2 separate regions of the Mus musculus genome follow, and region 2 is linked to region 1. Evidence: chromatin contacts called from public Hi-C data. All regions are on one chromosome and are shown on one strand. Each heading gives the region's core, a stretch centred on a gene start, on an enhancer-like site or on the middle of the called end of the contact. The rest is flanking DNA. Distances are from core to core; before and after follow the strand shown.

What was found. Hi-C and Micro-C count contacts between places; a contact is called where the count stands out from the background.
Region 2: a contact with region 1 is called in a Hi-C map of bone marrow-derived macrophages, with 12 read pairs. The contact joins two enhancer-like sites. A contact is called at or near these places in 1 of 15 datasets of contacts at CTCF or cohesin (pro-B cells), 15 of 484 Hi-C or Micro-C datasets (the AtT-20 cell line, the G1E-ER4 cell line, Th1 cells and 11 more), 5 of 115 datasets of contacts at active chromatin or transcription factors (acute myeloid leukemia, cardiomyocytes, effector CD8 T cells and 2 more) and 1 of 9 other capture datasets (embryonic stem cells).

Annotation. Positions count from the first base shown.
Region 1 is chr8:34,941,116-34,947,780 of GRCm38.p6, reverse strand. All of the region lies in intron 1 of Tnks (tankyrase, TRF1-interacting ankyrin-related ADP-ribose polymerase), which reads left to right. Among named protein-coding and RNA genes, the nearest start is that of Tnks, 21 kb to the left of the region's middle. Within about 2 kb of position 2,485, at least 55 of the 459 cell types and tissues checked have an H3K27ac peak or open chromatin away from gene starts, as enhancers often do. A contact at or near this core is called in bone marrow-derived macrophages, where this site is marked.
Region 2 is chr8:35,467,434-35,473,600 of GRCm38.p6, reverse strand. Eri1 (exoribonuclease 1) reads left to right here. Exons shown (of 7, transcript NM_026067.3): 7 at 4,231-6,167. The coding sequence ends at 4,473. Among named protein-coding and RNA genes, the nearest start is that of Gm51568, 25 kb to the left of the region's middle. Within about 2 kb of position 4,425, at least 2 of the 459 cell types and tissues checked have an H3K27ac peak or open chromatin away from gene starts, as enhancers often do. A contact at or near this core is called in bone marrow-derived macrophages, where this site is marked.

The DNA.
Region 1 (6,665 bases), core at 1,236-3,735:
TGAGTCATTGGTTGTGATTAATCCTTTTTTTCCCTGCCCTTGGCCATTTGGTTGTGGAATTTTTTTTGGTCTGTGCATTTTTGTAGTCACTCTAAATAGCTATTGTTCTGTTTTTATTTAATCTATCAATTCCCTAGATTTACTGCCTTTAAAGCTTTTTTTTTGTCTCCTTTTCCCCTGAGGTGATGTGTCTACCGACACTCTTTCTTCATTTTATGTTAGTCTTTCTAGAGTTTGCTTTGCTGTGCACTGAGAGGTATAGATTTAAAGAACTATTCTAAAAATGGTTCAGTTGCTTAGAATTAAGATAAAATAAAGCTTGAGGGTTTTTAAAAATTGTATTAGTGTTTTTGTGTGTTTTTTCTCTGGGCTTCTAATTATGATTTATTCATTGGGTTGCATTTAGTGTTTTCTTTCTCCACTGTCTGTAGCTCTCTGAGATAAAGGAGGGTGGACTGAAAACTACTGACAGATTCCAAGTGGTGGCAGTTTTCTGCCTTCTGATGCATTGGTGTGTGTGTGTGTGTGCCACTGTTTCTATTCTCCACTTAGTTTTCGTTTTCTTGTTGTTCTGCATTTTCTTTCTGAAGGACTTAGGAAGTTTTTAGTAGTTGACGTTAGACTGCTTCTGTAGTGTCTGTCTGTCCTCACTGCAACCTGTGAGCTCCCGAAGTCTGGAAGTTAGAACTTCCGTCAGCTGTGAGAAGTGTCATTTTTGCAGAGCTTCTTCTCTTCCTACCCTCATTACTCTGGTATCTTACTGAATGCTTGCCTTTTGTACCTGTTTCAGAGCCTCCTGGAAGAGTTCTTAAGGAGCTTGGGCTGAGGAGTGAAGTATGCATTCTAGGTTGTGGAAAATGGCGATAGATGGGGCTAGGACAGAGAGCGAACGCCCCAGTGTGATTTCTTTTATCACCATTTTCCAAACTTTGCTTTTTAAAAATGCTGTCACCTTCGATGTAATTGTGCACTTGGCCCTCTGGTCCGATTGCAGTATTTCCCCTTGATATATCCCTCTACTTTTGGCTAGCGCTGCAGTGGGAAATCCTGTCTTCATATTCACAGCAGCAAAGGAGACACAGTGCTGGTGTTGAGTGTAGGCCTTCTCTGGTCCATCGCCTGCCTAGGCAGGATAATTACCTTCTGCTGTTGAGCTAATCTTTTTGCGTTGGAATTTAACCATCTTTTTTTCTTGGGACAGTTTATTTTTACTCCCTGTTTCTTACCTTTTTTGTTTCTGGTAGTTTCTCTGTTGGGTTTGGAGAAAGCACTCCTTTAGTTCTCTGTACTTTAGCATTCTCTCCCTCTCTCTACCTCTCTCCCTCTCTCTCCCCCTCTCCCTCCCCAAACCAGGTTCTATAAGATAGAATAATTTTCAGCTAGGGTCTGCTTTTGACAAATGAGAAATCAACAGGGAAATATACTCCTTTGTGACTTTTGATGAACCAATCAGAAGCTAGTTTATCTTCTAAGGATTAAAAGCTAATATAGTTACAATGAAAGCTAGAAGAGGAAGCAATAACGTTAAATATAAAATATTTGTCATTGGATGGTATATTACAGAGTAATCAGAAACTTCTAACTAGGTGTCTGTGCTTTGTTGTGTATTAGATGAGGTAAACCAGTTGGTACATAGAAGACAAGTAAGGTGGAGGTTCTTTCCGCAGTTCCCAGTACAGATGTTCACAACAGCATACACATTTCTTCCGTAAAATACAGTAAACCCAAATACCTAAAAACATGTCAGAAGAAGAAAGTGGACAGAATGAGAGTGAAGGCATGGTGGTGGAGCTGTCGTGAGATAAACAGCAGCTGCCTTCCACACATCAGCCAGGATGCACATGATTCAGAATGAACTTAGAGTTAGAAGTTCCTCCATGTCTGGACCCTCTGGAGTAGGCAGTGATGTTAGGGAGCCACTGAATACCCTGGGGAGAAAAGTGTTTAAAAGCTCTACAGTTATTGTTCAAAAGCTTCTGTGTTGCTAATTTTTGTGAACGTGACACAGGCATATCTGGGAGGAGAGGGACTCTAGGTTTAGGAGTTTTCTCCATCAGATTGGCTCGTGTGCAAGTCTGTGAGGCAATTTTTTGATTACTGATGGATGTGGGAGAACCCCAGCCCACTGTGGGTGGAGCCATTCCTGGGTAGTTGATGGTAATTCTTATAAGAAACAGGGCTGTTGGGCTGGTGAGATAGCTCAGTGGTTAAGAGCATCAACTTCCCAAGGTCCTGAGTCCAAATCCCAGCAACCACATGGTTGCTCACAACCATCCGTAATGAGAGCTGACTCCTTCTTCAGGAGTGTCTGAAGACAGCTACAGTGTACTTACATATAATAAATAAATAAATCTTTAAAAAAAAAAGAAAGAAAAAGAAACGGGGCTGAGCAAGCCATGCAAAGGGGACAGACACCAGTAAGGAGGGTTTCTTCTCCATGGGTCTTGGTTTCACTTCCTGTTTCCTGACTACTTCCCTTCATGTTGGACTGTGAAGTGGGAAGCCACACAAACCCTTTGATCCCCAAGCTGCCTTTGGTGGTGTTTGATCCCAGCAGTAGAGAGCCAATGAGGCCAGTCTTGTGGCTGGAATTACGTAAACAGTAGATCACTGATACCTTCCCTTCTAAGGTATCTCGTGGATCCTCTGTCACTAAAAGCCCGTTTATCTTTTATGTCAGTGTTCTTGACAATTTCAAGCTTACTTTACTCTTTGTCTTTTGGGTGTTCTTGGATCTTACAATACTTACAGAAAAATTAAAAAATGACATGTAATATGAACTTTGCTATTGTGATCCAGTGCTCGTTGCTTTGTTGGTAGTCAGGTTAGGAAGAAAATGCCTTCTTAGTCTGTTGTTTGCTACTGTTTATAAAATATTTCAGTTTATATTACACCAAACGCCTTTGGGTTTTCTTTTTTGATAACATTGTTCATGTTACCGTTAAGGTTTAAGGTTGTTTCTTGCAGATTTTAATTGTAGGCAAGCTTAAAATGTTAAATGTTAAGTGGAATGACTTTTCCTGGTTTTTTAGCTCAGACCTGGGGAATAAATACCCGTGGCCCTACATCTTGTACTGAAACACTTCAAAGGGCCTTAATTATAATACTTTAAAATCAGTTCTTTAAGAATGTTGCTAAGTGTATTTAGTTAGGCCTTGTACTTTGAATTTAGTTTTTCCTTAAAGTACATTTTTTGTTTTCTTTAAATATGTGAAATGACATTATTTACCAGCAAACATGTGCTGAAATTTACAAATCATCTTACACTCTACTTACATTCTACTGCTCCTGGACAGGGGTAGCTCAATTTTATATCAGAATAGTGAAACCAGAGAGAGCTGGCCATGTGTCCAGTCTGCTGTTCTGGCACAATAGTACTGAGCAGTGGTAGAGGTCCTACAGTCTCGGTTCTGTCCCTCCCTCCCTCGACCATCACAACCCAACCCTTCCCATTATGAGAAGCAAGGCTCCTGGGGAGTTTGAAGGCTTGTTGCTTTGTTCCTGTTGGGACAGAAAAGACAATGATGGATTAGGTGACATCAGTCAGGTCAGGCCACTGGCATTCTGCGAGCCCAGGTAAGGAGCTTGCATTTGAGGAAGGGTCTATCCTGTGGTCTCTCTATGCTAGCTGATGTCAACAGCAGGCATGCGAAGATGAGGCCCAGAGGACTAGTAAGGTCGTTGGATGAGTGTCTAGCTGTTGGCTTACGTCTTTCCCACTTGGACCCTCACAGACCAAGGTGCTCACCCAGAATTTGGGACCCAGCTGTCCTTGCCTTCTAACTCTGTGCCAGATCTTTATTGTTAGACAGGAGAGCAGGAGTGTCCTTAACTAGTTGCCTCTGATTTTGTTCTTGATTCTTTACTTTTTATTGTGATTTGTGTGTGTGTGTGTGTGTGTGTGTGTCTGTCTGTCTGTCTGTCTGTTAGTCTGTCTGTGTGTGTCTGTGTGTTCATACGGAGGGCAGAGGTCCATGCTGGGTGTTCTGCAGTCACCTTCCATCTTAGTTTTTGAGACTGGGTCTCTTTGTTGAGCCTGTAGCTCCAGGGATCCCTCTGTCCCACACCAAGTTCCCAGCTTTCTTCTTTTTTCCTAACGTGGGTATGGGAGATTCAGATTGAGATCCTTATGTCTGCATACCGAGCACTTGAACAGACCGGATCATTTTCCTAGCTCCTTAGTGTTTTTAAAAGAGGATCTCTTTATGTAGCATAGGCTGGCCTACAAACATTGCTCAGTCTCCCTCCAGCATTGTGGGATTAGAGGCATGTGCTGCCATATTTGGCTCTGATGTGCTCATTTTTACATAGTGTATTAGAGTTTCCTGGAGGAGAAGAACAGATAGAATTTATTATTGTTATTATTGCATCCACTAACAGTGAGATAGAACAATTGTTTCACTTGAGACATCTAGGACTGGTAGTTGCTCAGCCTTGAGGCTGGGTGCTTAAGCTATCCCAGTCTGGTGCCCCAAACCTGGTGTGTTCTGGAGACTTTGGTCTCCTATCAGTGCAGGAATGAGCTGCAGCGGTCAGGAGGAACTGAAGCAGCAAAGGAGGGAAGGCCAAGTTAGCGGGACAGCCTTCCTTCTCCATGCCCCTTTAATCTGGGTTGCTACCGGAATGCACTGTTCACACGGTGCTCCCAGCTCAGCTAAGGCACTCACTCGGTCGGTACAGCTCCCGGCCCAGGTGACTCTAGTTTGTGCAGAGTTGATTTAAAGTGAACATCTCATTCAGCTATCTGAAAACTTTTTAAAGACTCAAATAGCATTAAGTGATTTTGCTTACAAATCATTTCTCAGGTCCTTGAAACAAATTTCTACCCATGACTTACAGAAGTGATGGCAGATGCTGTTATTTATTCTCCCTGAATTCATCTTCTAATTCCTTACCAGTAGATTAGTTGATTTTCTTGAGACAGATGTGTGCTCAGCTATAAAAGACTTGTTTTTCAGCCTGTTTTTGTAAGTGGGCAGGTGACACATTTTTGGCTAGGAAAGCATAGGTAGGCATACTTAAATGAAGACCCTTTCTGATTTACTAAATATTCTGTGTCCAAGCCTTTCTTTCTTGTCTGAAAATCATGTGTCCAGCTTAGAGTTGTAGCACTCTTACAAGCACAAACAGATTAAGCAGAGAATGCTAAAGTGGACAGACAGGCTTTCAGCGGTTTCTGACGCCATTGCTAAGTGAGCATGAGCCAGGTGACTCTGTAATGGTTTAGGGGTTTCACTCAGAGCTGCCTGTGTTCCTTCCCAATAAAATGACCTTACTAGTCCTCTGGGCCTCATCTTCGCATGCCTGCTGTTGACATCAGCTAGCATAGAGAGACCACAGGATAGACCCTTCCTCAAATGCAAGCTCCTTACCTGGGCTCGCAGAATGCCAGTGGCCTGACCTGACTGATGTCACCTAATCCATCATTGTCTTTTCTGTCCCAACAGGAACAAAGCAACAAGCCTTCAAACTCCCCAGGAGCCTTGCTTCTCATAATGGGAAGGGTTGGGTTGTGATGGTCGAGGGAGGGAGGGACAGAACCGAGACTGTAGGACCTCTACTACTGCTCAGTACTATTGTGCCAGGATTAAGAACAGCAGACTGGGCACATGGCCAGCTCTCTCTAGTTTCACTATTCTGATATAAAATTGAGCTACCCCTGTCCAGGAGCAGTAGAATTCTGACTTTGTAATACACGTCTATGAAATCCTTTTTTAAAAATTTTTTATTATTTTTTTAAATTTTGGGAAACTTCCTTAGTACTTGGCTTTCCTGAAAAGGAGTGGATTTCTATAGATAGCATGGAAGACACATTTTTGTTGTTGTTGTTCTATTTTTCATGTGGTCCTCATTTCTTTAGTGTATGAATGAAATGGAGGAAGATCTGACTGTTTCATTACCCTTTAGTTTTATTTAACATGCCAGTTTCTAAGTTGATCAAGTAAGTAGTAGTGTGGAATTAGTGCCGCACAGCCACAGAGTGGGGCGGGTCAGTAAGTGCTGTCATGCACAGTTTCAGCCTTTAGTCCGTTGCATTGTAGCTCACAGTTTGTCCTTATCAGTGGCCATTTCCCTTCCTCTTGGTCTCACTAAATTCTCCTCAAGTTACACTTTGCCTAATGTTGTCTGTGGTTCCTGCCTTCTGCCACAGTGTCACCTGTTTGGTCATTACACTGCTTCGGGTCCTAGCCTGCTGTTCCCCTTCTTCCTTTTCTAGCCCTAGACTGTGACACTTGTTTCACAGTCTGCTTCTGTATGCTTAGATGCGACTAGTCTCATTTTACACCTTGTTTTCTCAGATTTGTAATCCTGTCACAGATAGCTTTATTGAACTAACTGTTGCACACAGTTTGACATTGGTGCACCCTAATAGTATTCTGATACCTTCAGATTCTGATACAACCTGTAGTGTTCTGATATTTAAAGGACTTAAATAGAAAATTTTTGTCAGCAGTTTTTAAGTATGAAGTACATGGAAGCTTATGAATGTGATTTTGTTACATGTCGTAACACTGTGGGGCAGAAGGCACCTCATTCACTTGCATTTCTGGCACAGTGGCCTGCCCCAGCAAGCCATTAGAAATGGTTTCTGAGTCAGCCACTCAGTAGCAAGGAGCATTGCCCTTTTGGAAATGGGAAGGTCAGTTTGAACAAAGCTAATGTTT
Region 2 (6,167 bases), core at 3,176-5,675, 520 kb before region 1:
CTGTTGGATTCCTACAGTGAACACTGGCTAAGCTCTGTTAAGTCTCCTGCCTCTAAATACCCTTCCCAACCTGCATGTTTATAATTGAGTCACTGCTCGGGGCCTATGGAGACTACTCAGGAAGCCGCCTCCTCCTCCTGCTCTTTTGTATAATGGAAGCAGAGGCTCAGAGTGTAGCTCCTGCAGAGTGCTGAGGTTGTAGGCTGTGCCACCACCCCTGGCTGGTTGGAAATCTCTGTTACTCACCAGTCAAACTGTTACCTTCTCAGTGCTCAGAACAGACTGTTACTGGCTTTCAGGATTACTGTCTTGGAGCCATTAATCTTGTAATTTTAACTTGTTCTTAAGTCTTCTCAAAAAAATCCCTTGGTTATTTGCTTTGCTTTCTGTCATGTCTCTGATTCTTTGTCATTATCTTTCTCCTTTTATAACATCTTTTGATAAAGTATGTTCTAATATAGTTTGAATCCCCCCCCCCTTTAAGGGTACTTTTAAAACAAACAAACAAACAAAAAAAAACCCAAAACCAAAAAACTTTATTGAAAATTACATTTGGCAGGGCAGGGAAAGTGGTTTCTCTTTTTTTTTTTTTTTTTTTTGGTTTTTTGTTTTTCTAGTTTAGTATTTTTTTGAACAGTGCTACTGTAAACATTCTTATACGTCTTCTGGTGCCTTTATATACTCACTTAGCGGGAGTAAACCTGGGCGTGGAGCTGATGGTCCCAGGGTATGTGCCTCACTCACTGCCTTGCTGGTTTCCAGAGGCTTTGTCCACTGTGCTGCCTCCTTCACAGCAGATTCAGATCCTTGCTGCCATCTGTGATTGCCAGATACTTAGGTGTTTGTCCATCCTTTTTTCTTTTAAATTAGGTCCCAGCTTTTTGCTATTGGTTTGGTTATGCCATGTTAGTCCTTTGATTATATTTTATAATTTCTCAGTTTTTCTTGTCACACATTTTGGAAATTTAAAAAAAAAAAAAAACAACTTTTAAAAAATGTTACACAAAATTCAAAACCAATCTGAAAGGGAAAACCTGAGCAGTGCTTCAGCGCACTGAGTCCTGTTTCCGCACTGTCCGCACTGTCTGCACTTGCTTCACTGTGCTTCACTGTGCTTCACTGTGCTTCACTGTGCTTCACTTGCTTCACTCTGCTTCTGAATCAGAACTGGCAGCATCCCATCACCTGTAGCTGCTTCACCTCCTGCCTCGTTACTTCTAACCCAGCTTTTCTCAAGTGCTTGTTAGAAATGGACAGTCAAAATGTATTAATCTCTTTGTTTCCTCATCATAAAGTTAAAAACTTACAAGGTAGACATTATAAATTGTTAATCAACTGGCTTAAACTAAAATAGGGTTTGATATTTCTAAAAGTAGGCTGAAATAATATGAATAGAAACACAGGCACAATCCTTTATATGACTAGAGGAAACTCTCCCAGTTTCTTCTCTTGCATATGCTCAAATGTAGTCTAACTTCTATAAAATTTTATAAATATGTCTTTTATTGGCCTCTATCTCCACTAAAATGCTGGGTTTTTGCATTAAAAGATGAGATAGCTCTCCTGATTGATGTACTGTGTTTTATTTCTTCTGTACAATTAGTTTGTTTGGGAAAGTTGGATAAATTGGTATTTTCTAGAAAGAAATAGAGCAGACAGATAGAATTTCCTCATATTTAAACATACACATATACCCAGGTATATAAATTTAAGTATGAAACAGGTCACTAGGTTTTGAAGTAGCATATCCTATAGGCATAGATTTTTCACAGCCTACTTTAGTTAGAGTTTAGCCTCTCCTCCAGCCCACCATCCACTAGAGGTAGTTGGAAAGAAAGGTTATTAGGATACGGGTGGAAGTGGACCTTTAGAAATGGCTCTTTGGGGCGATTCCAGTCTTTGTTGTTTTCAGTCCAGTCCACCAGCAAACACCAAACACGAATCAGCAGCTGCAGTCCAGTTCACTTGGCAGACACCACATATGAGCCAGCAAGGGCAGTTCCATCCAGAAGAAACCACAAGGCTCACCAGCCATCCCGAGTGCTCAGAAGTGGCAAGAAGCCGCAGGAGCCTCCAAGATGTTCTTCAGCGAGTTTCTCTCTATAAAGTCACCACAAGTAAAACTCAGCGATGCAGTGTACGACAAACCTGCATGTGTCAGTGAGGCTAGCAAGGCAGCGCCAGACAAAGCAGTGCTCCGGCTCTCACTGCCTGGGGCATGTCTGCTATAGCAAAACTTCCAGCAAAGAATCATTTGACATTACCGACTTTCCAAAGAAACCCCAAGTTTCCACTTAAGTCCCCCAAGTCTGTGGAAAGTTGAGCACTACTAATACAGTCTAATCAATTTTAAATCAATTTCCATTTTTTTATTTTAAAAGTTTTTCATAAATATATTCTGGTCACATTTTCCTCTTTTTCAACTCCTGCCTGATCTTCCCCACCCACCCAACTCTGTGTCCTTACTTTTTAAAATACATGTGCATACGCACACACACCTCCACACACAAACTCACAAAAATGGAAACCAAAGTATACATACAAGCAAATGACCGATAAGACCATAAAAATACCCCAAAGCAAAATGAGACAAAAGGTACAAAAATACTATTGAACTCTTGTGTTGGCCAATTATTCCTGAGGCGTGGTTAATATACTCAGTGAGATGCCATTAGAGAACATTTAATTTTTTTGTTGCCAGTGAGTATCAGTTACAGATAGTTTTTTGGTTAGGGGTGGGAACCTGTGTCCACTTTATATTCAACACTGGGACCCCATCTCACTTGAACCTTTCACAGGCCCTGTGCATGCCACTACAGCCTTTGAGTTCACAGTCCTTAGAATCATCTGTCTCTTCTGACTCTTCCTCTCTTCTGCATAGATCCCTGAAACCCTCAGGCGGAGGGGGGAAGGGGTGAAAACGTGCCATTAGGACTGAATGCTTCAAGGTCTTACTCTGCAGATGTGTCTAGACAGGTGTGACTCTCTGTTAGTCCCCTCTGCTGTAAGAGGCTTCTCTGATGACAGCTGAGCAAGGAGAAAAGCCGTGAAGTATTTCTCTTCCCTAGGTGACGCCTTTGTTCTTGTAAGAGAAGCCAGCAGCCTGACTTGTCTGCCCAGACCACTGAGAATTGACTCAGTCTTAGCTTGCCTCCCTGTTTTATGGCATGGAAATGTCTCCTTTTTCCACATTGTGGGCACACCTTCTCAGTACCACCTATTTTTAACCCGTTCCCCATTGGTCAATACCTCAGTCAGGACTGGAAGCTCAACATCCCGCTCTCTAGCCCAAAGGGCACAGCACCCACACCTATGTGCTAGTTAGTGTCTGTAAAATGTGTTCCTTTCTCCTCTGACTATACTCACAGGAGATTACAATTAGCTGGATGTGGTAGTCTGGGCTGGTGCCTGTGGTCTTTCAATGCTTGTACCTCAGTCCAAGCCCTCTGGCTTTCAGAGTCTCCATTAAGAAGTCAGATGTTCTGCTAGTGGTCAGCCTTTATATATGAGTGGGCCTTGTTCCCCTGCAGCTTTCCATATCCTTTGTTTTATTTAAGTGCTGTGATTATTGAGGTGCTTCTGGGCCTCGGTATTTGGTGTTCTGAATGAACTTTGCTGCATCTCTTTAGAATTAGGAAATTTTCTTTTATGATTTTGTTAATAATATTTTCCGTGCCTTTGACCTAGGATTCTTCTCCTTTCTTTGTACCTATTATTTGTAGGTTGGTCTTTTCAAAGTCTCCCATCCCAGATTCCCTGGAATTTTTTTGAGTCTGGAGTTTTTGTTTTTCCTTTTTCTAAAATTTAATGTTTTCTTTGATTTTTTATTTTTTTCCTACTGTGTCTTTGTGATCTGAAAGCTTCTCTGCCATTTCATTTTAATTTTGACTTACTGAACTTTTCTTTTAAAAAAATTTCCCCCCTTTGATCTTTTAGAGTCAGGATCACAGGAACTCGCTATGTGGACCAGGCTGACCTCAAACTCACAGAGACAGATCTGCCTGCCTCTGCCTCCAGAGTGCTAGGATTAAAGACATATTTCACCACACCTGGCAGTTTAATTTAATAGTGGTTTAAATTAAATACACTCAACTGTTGGTGTTTTCCTCGTCTTTGTTCAGGCATTTATTCATATCCTTGTTAGGTCCTTGAACATATTCATAATTGCTATCTTTAAGTTTTTGTGTTGTGCCGAGTTCTTAATTACTTACTTGGTTCTTTGTTTTCTAGGTTCCCAGAAGCCAGACCAAACTAACAATAATGCTTGAAAAATTAGGAATGGATTATGATGGACGGCCTCACAGCGGTCTCGATGACTCTAAGAACATTGCTAGAATAGCTATTCGGATGCTTCAGGATGGATGTGAACTTCGAATCAATGAAAAAATACTTGGAGGGCAGTTGATGAGTGTGTCCTCATCCTTACCAGTAGAGGGCGCTCCAGCTCCACAGATGCCACATAGTAGAAAGTAACTGCAGTTTTGTCTGATCAGTTGCTACAAAAGTAGCAGGCGAATGAATCTGAGTTAATGCAACCTTCAAGCACCTTAAACATTTAAGATCTTATTACAATTACAGATAGATGGGTATGTATGCAGACATTTTGTGGGAGGACACACCAAATTCTTTGTCACCAGCACTTTTGATCTGAGCAGTATTTGTTACACACAGTAACCAGTCTCTGCTCAGAACTGAATTTTATAATGTAAGGTGTCCAAGATGTGTCCCTTGGCTTTTAAGATGGAAGTTTTATCAGAAAATTCTTTACATGTCATGTTCTTATTGATACTGGAATTTAAAATGAATTTCTACATTACCACCATGAAATTAAATACATTTTTTGAAAATGTGGAAAGGATTGAAAGGTAGTGTTTGCCCATTGAGTTTTAAGTAAAACGTGGTTCTTTTAACTTTGTAAGTTTGTAGGTGAAGTGAGGGCTTTGTCCCAAGAAGGCTGTGTGGGTACCAGATTCTGCAAGTGTTGAAGTTCTATAGTTCAAGTGGCATAATGTTTCTATATAACCTACACGTTCTCCCACATATTTTAATCATCTCTGGGTAGCTTATACTTAATAAACTATAAAGAAATGGTTGTATCATTTAGGGAATAATGACAAGGAAAAAAAAAAGCCTGCAAGTTGATGTAGACACAACCATAGTGGGCCTTGCTACATAGCTCATGAGCTAAAAAAAAACCAAGATCTGAGATGGTGGAGGCAACTTCAGCTGTCCCCTGCGTCACTCTCTGGCCAGCAGCTGTCCCCCCCTGCGTCACTCACTCTGGTCCACTCAGCAAAGTGCTTGCTGAGCAGCAAATTCAGGTGTTTCTTCTTGGAACATTTTCGGCATATCTGTGTATAGCCTATATTCAAGCCAGGAAGTTGTTTCTAAAGGTGTCTACTTTGACAGCCCTGAACACACATGACCCCCAGAACACACGTGATAGACTAAGAGAATCAACTCAGCTCAAGGATGATAAAGTACTGGGACCAGTTTCATATTATAACTGGAAACCTTGTAATAGGTCATAGAATTTAGTTAAAAATCTAGTTACTGGAGGCTAGCAAGATGGCTCAGTGGTTAAAAGTACTTGCTTCTCTTGTAGAAGATCCAAGTTCAATTCCCAGAACCCACATGGTGGCTCACAACCATCTGTAAGTTTCAAAGAATCCAACAGGCAAAACATTCATAAACATAAAATAACTAAATTTAGAATACTGGGCTGGAGAGATGCCTCAGAAGTTAAGAGTGCTGGCTGCTCTTTGAGAGGCCCTGAAGTTCAATTCCCAGCACCCACATAGTGGCTCCCAACCCCCTACAATGAGACTGCTGTCCTCTTCTGGCATGCAGGCAGAATGTTGTATATATAATATATACATCCTTTTTAAAAGTCTAATTACTGGTGAGACTAATGGAAAGTTAGAAAAGGCAGCCTGGTAGCACAGATGTGTAATTTCAGTCCTCAAGAGTTAAGGCATAGGTGAATCTGAAGCCACTCTGAGCCATATAATGAGCTCCTGATTCCAAAATGTGTCAGTAGAAAATACAAGTGAACTTGTGAGAGCTATAACTTACAAATCAATGGGAAAATCTGAAGATTTGCTCCTTGCCTTCCCTCACCATTGTGAATGTATATTCGCCCTGCTTTTGAGCTCATGGTAAACATT